Regions from separate parts of the Mus musculus genome. Here region 2 is linked to region 1. Evidence: chromatin contacts called from public Micro-C data. All regions are on one chromosome and are shown on one strand. Each heading gives the region's core, a stretch centred on a gene start, on an enhancer-like site or on the middle of the called end of the contact. The rest is flanking DNA. Distances are from core to core; before and after follow the strand shown.

Evidence for each region. A called contact is a pair of places that touch in the nucleus more often than the background predicts.
Region 2: a contact with region 1 is called in a Micro-C map of granulosa cells, with 3 times the contacts expected there. The contact joins the enhancer-like site here to the promoter of Ahrr in region 1. A contact is called at or near these places in 27 of 39 promoter capture datasets (the 3T3-L1 cell line, 3T3-L1-derived adipocytes, the C10 cell line and 18 more), 10 of 15 datasets of contacts at CTCF or cohesin (CD8 T cells, the G1E-ER4 cell line, the NIH/3T3 cell line and 4 more), 233 of 484 Hi-C or Micro-C datasets (the 3T3-L1 cell line, the 63-12 cell line, the AML12 cell line and 125 more), 22 of 115 datasets of contacts at active chromatin or transcription factors (the 230-238 cell line, PVALB interneurons, Th17 cells and 16 more) and 5 of 9 other capture datasets (adipose tissue, embryonic stem cells, liver and 2 more).

Annotation. Positions count from the first base shown.
Region 1 is chr13:74,291,040-74,295,401 of GRCm38.p6, forward strand. It overlaps Ahrr (aryl-hydrocarbon receptor repressor), which reads right to left and starts at 1,292. Exons shown (of 11, transcript NM_009644.3): 1 at 1,192-1,292.
Region 2 is chr13:74,096,776-74,100,657 of GRCm38.p6, forward strand. It overlaps a transcript of Slc9a3 not described here. Among named protein-coding and RNA genes, the nearest start is that of Slc9a3, 23 kb to the right of the region's middle. Within about 2 kb of position 2,351, at least 8 of the 459 cell types and tissues checked have an H3K27ac peak or open chromatin away from gene starts, as enhancers often do. A contact at or near this core is called in granulosa cells, where this site is marked.

The DNA of each region.
Region 1 (4,362 bases), core at 42-2,541:
CCTCACAGGGCTGCTGGATTAGCTCAGTAGGTATCCTAGTCTGGAATAATCAGCACTTGGCCATGCCCCTGCTCATGAAAAAAGACAGCCACTGCTCACTGCGTCAGGGTCTCATACCAAGGCAGGCCACTCCCCATGATGGGCAAAAGTGAACCAGACTCTGAGGCCTAGAGTGTCTCCTACTATGAGTTCCTTGATCAGGCTAGGAGAAGTTAAATTACACTGTACAGTACCCCCAAGCTCTGGGGTATCACCCAAGGTGTACACATAAGCTTCTCCTAGAGTTGAGCCTCTAAGTTTAGCTGGATACAGTCCTGAGGAGCCAAGTTACACCTCGCACCCCGGACAAGGGTAGCCAAAGTGAGAAAGATCTCATGAATCCAAACCGTAGAAACAGCTGCAAAAAATAGACCTTTTGGAGGGTGGGGGGACCCTTGTACTAGAACTGTGCAAAGCCTGAACCTCCTTCCAGGAGAAGCCCCGGGAGGGGAACGAGAGTTGTCCCCAATAGAGAGAGCTCTCCAACTGGGACTGGGGAAGCAACACAAGGCCGAGGACTCCAGGGTTTGTACCACTAAGATTTTCAGCAACACCAGGGTCCTGTCTCTTTCTGAAAGAAGCCATACACCGTAATTTTCTGCTTCTCAAAATTGGAGAAGGCAAATATTTCTGGTGCCACTAATTGGACAATTCCCGGAATGGTGGAAGTCCCTCCAAAGCGTGAATCCCTTGTTACTGCCCTCTGATCTCCATGAAAGGGCTTGCTACTGCGCCACTTTCGCTGGCTGTGCCCGTGGTGCTCCAGTCCCAGGGATAGCTAAGGCGGCCTGTGAGGAGCCCCCTTGCCATCATCTGCAAAAAACTTCTAAAAGACATTAGGTCCAAGGCAAAAGGACTCTCCAATGCGGGACAGGTATTCCCTGGCTCATTTTCGGGAGTGAAGGAGTTTGGGGACAGGATACCCAAGTCAAGAGAAAACTGACTCCTCAAAACTGAAGAACCTGACTGGCTTCCCTCAAAGGTCTGATGCCAAGAGAGAAGCCCCTGGAGTGCCCATCACTTTCAGCAATTCTGGACCCTCCAGATGCAAAAATGTGTAGCAGAAGGGGCCCCAGACCAAGCTGGACAATCTCAGAGTGGCTACAGCAGAGGCAAAGACCAGAGAGCCCCGTGAAGTCCAAGAGTACTTACCCGGGGCAGGCGGGGCGCAGAAGATCGGGCGCGCCCGCTGAGGGAGCCGCGGAGGCCAGGAGCTGTCAGCTCTCTCATCTCTGGGACCTGGCCTCAGACTAGAGAAGGAAAGCCCCACCCCAGCACGCGAGCCGCCCCGCCCGAAGCGGCAGACGCAAGGGAAAAGCGGCAGAGGGCGCACGCACATCCTTGTCCCTGCCTGCCACGCGCCCTTTCAATATTTAGGGTCCCCGGGTCTGAGTGCCTGGATAGGGTGTCACCGCTTGCTCTTCGGGTACCCGTGATCTTTGTGCCTAAATATGTTTTTACCCGGGCCTTTGGAGATCCCAGAGCAAGCCTCCAGTTTGTGCACCAAATCCCACCTGGTCCTAAGAAAATCCAGGGAGTCCTTCCTTTTGCGGAGCTGTGGGTTGGGGCCCCTTGGCCCCTGGGGCCAGAGAATGAGATCAGAATAGGTAACCAAGACTTAGCGTGTTCCTCCTTTCTTGCGCTATAGAGTTGTTTGGAAAATAAAAAAGATTAAAGATACAGTATGTTTATACTTTGCAAAGCATAAAGTATTAGTTTGCTACTTTCTGACACAGAATTTACCAAGAATGAGAAATATTAGGTACATTGGGGTCTTTCAGGGGACATTCTCGTCTAAGCTTTTCAGGACACCACATGGTGGATAGGCTCAGCCCTAAACATACCTATTCGGCTGTCCCGCCTGGCCTAGGCATCGTGACTCTTACTAACAAGCACAAGGTTCAGAGACTCCTGGAATCTCTGAAGTTCTTCGTGTGGGCAGTCTGCTCTCCATGTCCCACCCCTCATCCAGTCCCTCCCACCTTCCACCTAGGCACCCAGTCCTGATTTTGACCCTGCCCACGTTTCAGGCTCTTGGGAAGCACCCGAGTATCACACTGTCCATTGGCTAGGGTTCCTCCAAAGTACCCTTGCTTGCTTCTGCTCCTTAGATTTGAACTGGCTGTTTGTTCTGAAGGCATTCTCTTCCCTACAAGGGAACAAGGGACCAGCCCTGGGATCTCAGAAGTAAAAGGTACTTTGCCTCTTCTGTGCACAGCTCTGAACGTGAACAACTAGTTCGCGAGTTTTGTCAGAGAATCTGGAAACATAAGGGCAGTTCTGTTCTCTATTTTGTAAACAACTCTGCGTGGCAGACAACAGAGGCTCAGCAATAATGGTTGGATAAATGTATTTATATTGGGTTTTTGTATCAGACAACGTGCACCTACACTACCATGTTTTTTGTTTATTTTTGGTTTTGTTTGTTTGCTTGCTTGTTTGTTTCTAGATAGAGTTTCTCAGTGTAACTCTGGCTTTCCTAGAACTCAGAGATCCACCTGCCTGTCTCCTGAGTGTTGGGATTAAAGGCGTGTGCCGTCACCACCTGGCTCACTACCACAGTTTTTTTAAAAAAAATGATTAATTGTATTTTAATCTGTTTTTTTTTTAATGTAAACTATGCCTAGAAAAACTTGGTCTGTTAGAACTGAAGTTATTGTAAATTTGTTTTTAATTTTCATAGTTTGTGATTCTTGTGTATCTCTCAAACACCATCACTGCAGTGATAATGAGGTGGTGATGGTATCTGAGAGAGGTTCTGCTCTGCATAACCTGGTGATGGGGGGGGGGCACTGGCATCTATAGGTACCCTAAGAATTTGGGCTTTGCTGTCCCTTTCAGGACCTTTGGGTCTTTCTAGAAAGAGCTTGCACTCCCTCCTCCACTCTGCCACTTAAGACAAATAAAAGTCCCCCCACACTTACTTTGTCCCCTCAGAATCAATGGGAATGGGATACTTCCACTATTGATTCCTGGACTGCAGGGCAGTGGAGGATTGCTCTACCCAAACACAGCAAGAAACTTGGTCCTTGATACCTTCAGAGGTATAGGTCGCCAATTTCGGTTGCTCCTCATCTTTTTCTCACAGTCTCAAGTCTCTGTAGAAATGACCCTTCCAGAGGAAATACCACCTCTAAATCCTGAGGACCCAGCAGGCAGAGCACTCCATGTTAGGAGCCCCAACTCTTAAGGTATTTCACACTAACATGGCTCTGGCCTCCTCAGCAGTGTTTCCTGGACTATCCTGCACTTGCAACTTCCATTCATATAGCTGTCCAGGGTCCCTGCATACTCTACAGATATGATCACCCGCCCATCACTAAAATGGTTAAAATTCAAATGACACCCCCCACACACACACACAGCCTTTCATTTGGACTACTTGCTGTCCTCTATTCTGCATGTGAGGAATTGAGTACTGCTGAGGGCTTGGGAAATTCAAAGAATGCCAGGTACCACAGCCAGCCCTAGGAACTCTGCTCTGGATGTGGCAGTTCCAGAAAGCTGCTGCCACACCACCCAGATTAGGGCCACTGGAAGGTACCTAAGGCCAGATTCAGCTCCTAGACCTGACAGAGGCATCTGGAAGTGCAGAAGGATTAAACCGCTTTCTTTATAGCTGGGCTTCTTTGATATGACTTCAACTACTCCTGGCCTCTCCCATTCATGTCTTTCTGAACTGGGCAGAGAGGAATGTGCTGTACACTTTGTGAAGGTTTGAATGAAACCGGCTCCCATAGACTCATATATTTGAACGCTTGGTTCAATGTTGGCAGAATGGCTTGGGAAGGATTAGGAGGTATGGCCTTGTTGGAGAAGGTGTGCCAGCTGGGGCTTTGAGGTTTCAAAAACGTTATTACCAACTAGCTTTTTCTCTCTCTGCCTTTACCTTCTGCAAGATGTAAGCTCTCAGCTACTGCTCTAGTGTTATGCCCTGCCTGCCTGTTGCCATGCTTTCTGCCATGATGACCATGGGCTCACCTTCTGAAAACTGTAGCCAGACCCCAATTCAATGTTCTCATTTATAATATTTCTTGGTTATGGCATCTCTTCATAGCATTAGAACAGTAGTGATTCCTCTAAAACCAGGTCAGAACCTTGCATAGATGTGGGCTTCTCTCTTCACAGCAGGCACCTAGTGTCAAGCTTCTCCACTGTAACTGTCTTCTCCAACCTTTTTTTCTGAAGGACAGAAAAAAGTCCAGGTATTGCATAGAAAACCCCTGGGAAGCTCCTGCTACCCAGTGGCTGTCCCTTCTAATCAACTCATCAGCATCACAAACTGCCTCCAGCTAGATGCGTACTACGGAGGCCTATGTGGCT
Region 2 (3,882 bases), core at 1,101-3,600, 190 kb before region 1:
GCAAGGTTGGGTCTATGCAGGGATAGGTTTGTGCATGGTGGAGTTTGGAAGTGCTGGATCTGGGGGTAGAGATTTATTCAATATACACATGGAAGCCTGTCATATTCTCAGCAAGGCTGTGAGTTCTGTGGGCAATGACTCTCCCTGCAAGGACCTTTACTATACCACAGCCAGCAGGGGGCAGGCAGTCACCTCTTCAGGGCCATGAGCAGAGTGCTCAAGGGGACTCTGCTCTACTAATCTCTCTCTCTCTCTTTTTTAATCAAGTATCAAGAAAGAAAGAAAGAAACCACCCTTGGGAAAGGTGGGGCAGGTTAGAGAGTCTGCTGCCTCCTCAGCCACATCTCCCCACTGCTCTGTGCAGAGGAAACAATAGGAGGAGCCAAGGCTTCTCCACACGTCTGTCTCTGTGGTCCCTGACCCTCACATAAACCCACATGAAATGTGGCTTCAGACACCAGGGTAGCTTTCTGGACTGTGCTATCTCCTGGCTTCTCTGTCAGGGCTCAGAGAGGATGCACTTCTAGGTTCCACGCTGAGGTGGAGGCTCATCTTCTGTCAGTATCTGAGGTCTTGTACTGCTTTTTAACATTACTCAGATGTTGGAGATCTTTCTAGTGCTGTCAAGTTTCTAGGTTAGTGTCAGAGACGGTGGAGAAGCAGAATGGCTCGTGGCTTAGTGTACCAGCACAGCCCCAAGCTGTGGCTCCCTCACGGCTCCTGTTCCTCCAAGGCTAACAAGCACTAGCCTTTCTAAGACCCCCATGGTTCGAGCCTCAGCCCAGGGGCAGGTTAGCACACTCAGATTTGCTCTACCCCCCCCCCCCGCCCCTCGCCCCCAGCTCCACTATAGAATGTGGCAGGACCAGAGACTGGGTTCTCAGTGGTGTGAAGTTCAATCTTGTGCTCATTCCTACCCTAGCCATACTACTCAGGCCTGAAGGGGTCTAAGAGGTGGGGGTCCTCATTTTCTGGTGGCCCAGGAGCCCATCAGAGAGAAGGCTGTCCCCACCACAGGTTATTTCCCCAGTGGCCCAGGCTCAGGCCAATCCAGCAGGTGTCTGGGTTCCTCTGGCCTGTGGCTGTTTCTCACTACTGGTCCTGAAACTGTTTTTACCTTCACATCGTGTGTTGCTATTTTGAGTTTTTGTTCTTGATTTTTAGATCATTGACTTAGTGTGTGTGTGTGTGTGTGTGAATGTGTATATATATATATATATATATATATATATATGTATATATATATATATATATATATGAACTTGTATGGAAGCCAGAAGTAATTCTCTCTCTCTCTCTCTCTCTCTCTCTCTCTCTCTCTCTCTCTCTCTCTCTCTCTCTCTCTCTCTCTCTCTCTCTCTATCTCAGTGTTTGAGGCAGGGTCTCTCAGTGAACCTGGAGATCACTAATTGGCTGGACTGGCTCGTCAGTGAGCTCCAAAGCTGACTCAACCTGAACTCCTGAGTGCTGGGATTACAGGTTCATGCCAGTACAACCTGCTTTCATGTAGGTGCTGAAGATCTGAGCTGAACTACTCATGCCTGCCAAGGCAAGGGATTTACTAAATGAGCCATCTCCCGGATTCCTAGATTTTGGCTCTTTTGAGACACAGTCTTGCTTTGTAGTCCTGGCTGGCCTCAGACTCACTGTATAGTCCAGGCTAACCTCAGACTTGTGGCAATACTCATTCTTCTGACTCCTAGGTGTTGGGATTACAGGAATATGCCAGCATATTAGCCATACCATTTGTTTGAGTCAGAATCAACTATAGCCACAAGTCAGATTTTATGCTCCCCCATGGTCCTGCATGGGTACACACCTAGGAGCCATGCTTAGTCAAACTTGGCCTTTCCCACACATAATTACCTTATATCAAACTGGTAATATAAAAGGATTTGCCCCTGATCACACAGTTCTGTGTGTGTGCAAACCTCTATCGTTGGTGGTGGGCAGTTTTGGAGGGAACTTTAGGGATTCACACCTAAAGGTCAGATTCAGGAGCCTTGTAGTCAGGGATTGTTTCGGAATGGCTGGTCATCTGGGCAGTAGATCTCGCCTCTGTTCCCCAAGCAGATCGGGGATGCAAGCTCTCCCAGAAGCACTACCAGTTCACTCTCCTTGAGGGAAGCAGCATTTCCCTAAGGGTCTCATTTTCTAGGGGTAAGCCACCAACTTCCCCAGCTGCTGCGAATTAGGTAAGACAGGGTCCCTGAAGGCAGAACCCAGTTGCCATACTTGCCCTGTGCCAACAGGAATTGTTGTGCTGATTATTCACGAAATGGCAGTGTGTGGAGGCAGTGTTGTCCCCGGCGGTGCGTTCCACTCATAGAAGTGCAAGGTCACCCAGTGAGATAGCCACACCTCATCTCAGAGCCCACTCCAGTATTTGACTTCTGTAACCTCCCAGGCACCCTAGAAGAGGCTGGGTGCTGAGTTTCGTTTCTATTTATAGTTATCTTGTTCTATGTTGAGGATAATTTTATAACCTGATTGAAATTCCTCTGGGAAGTAGGTAGGGGTGTACACCCTAAATAGATAAGGTGCCCTGTGATTTGGTGAAAGGCAATATTCGTTTATTTCCCCTGTCGTAAAAATGCTCTACAATCTGAGTGAAGCAAGAGTTGACAACCTGGGAGATGCCCCAGAAGGGAGGTGAAGGCAGCACTCGATGATTTGCATATAAAACTCAAAATGGGAGGAGAGTTTATAGGGAGAGTAGAGCAAGGCTAGATACCCCTGCTGCCTGGTTTCCTGTTCTTCCTGTCTTCTTTTGGTGTGTCTAGCCAGTTTCTGCTCAGCCATGTGAAGAATGGACTGGAATCTCAGGGTGAAGGATGCTCAGAGGGCAGCATCCACCTCCCCAGCTGAAGCTCTTACTAATTACCATCGGGCTTAGTCTGTGGTTTCTTTTCCAGAGCCCAGTCTCCTCTTTCCATAATGGAGTCTTCTCCTCCTAGATAAGTAGAGTAGGAGAAAATATGTGAAGACTGGACCTTGCACGAGGACAGGAATGATTGGACGTTTATTCTGGCAAGGGTCACTGGAGCTGCATAGCACTGGGCTGTGGAAGTCACTTTTTTTTTTTTAAATGTAAGAACTAATATAAAGTTCCTCACTCGCCTACATTTTATTTAACAGCTTTACTGAGGGTCAATTGACATACAATCAACCCTATAAAGAATCAATTCTATGTTCTGACATGTGTCTCTACTGGAGAAAATACCACCATAAACAAGATAAGAGATTTTTCCATCACCCATAGGTCCTTGTGTCCCTGAAGTTCCCTCCCTGTTCATGACCCATCTTAGCACAGCCAACCTGGCTCACCCTGAAGGGATAGCCAGTTTTCATCTTCTAGAACTCTTACAGAATTATACACCGTGACTTTTAACCTTTTGTCTTTCTGCCTTCACTCAGAAGAGCTGTTCTGAGACTCAGTTCTGATCTGAGGCACAGCCTTAGTCATGTTCACAGGCTAGTTGTATCCCATTATATAAGTGAACCATAACCTTTCATTATGGTGCTCACTTGAGTTCTTTCCAACTTTGTCATTACTTTAGCCATCCTCACTTTCTTTGATTATGACCAACACAATGTGGTTTTTCTCCAAGACTTTAGTTTTAGCTTAACTTTTTTATTTATACTTAAAAGTTGTGTTTGTTTTTTGTTTTGTTTTGTTATGTTATGTTTTTTAAGAAATAGATAACTGGACCTTAGATGCCCCCACCTCCAATCTGAAACACTTTTAAAAATCATTTTAATTGTAGTGTTTAGACCATTTATATTTAATGTGATTGTGAAAGGTAGAACTTAAACAGGCTATTTTTGTTTTCTATTTGTTCCATCCATTCTTTGTTCTCTTTTGTTTAGTTTTCCCTTTTC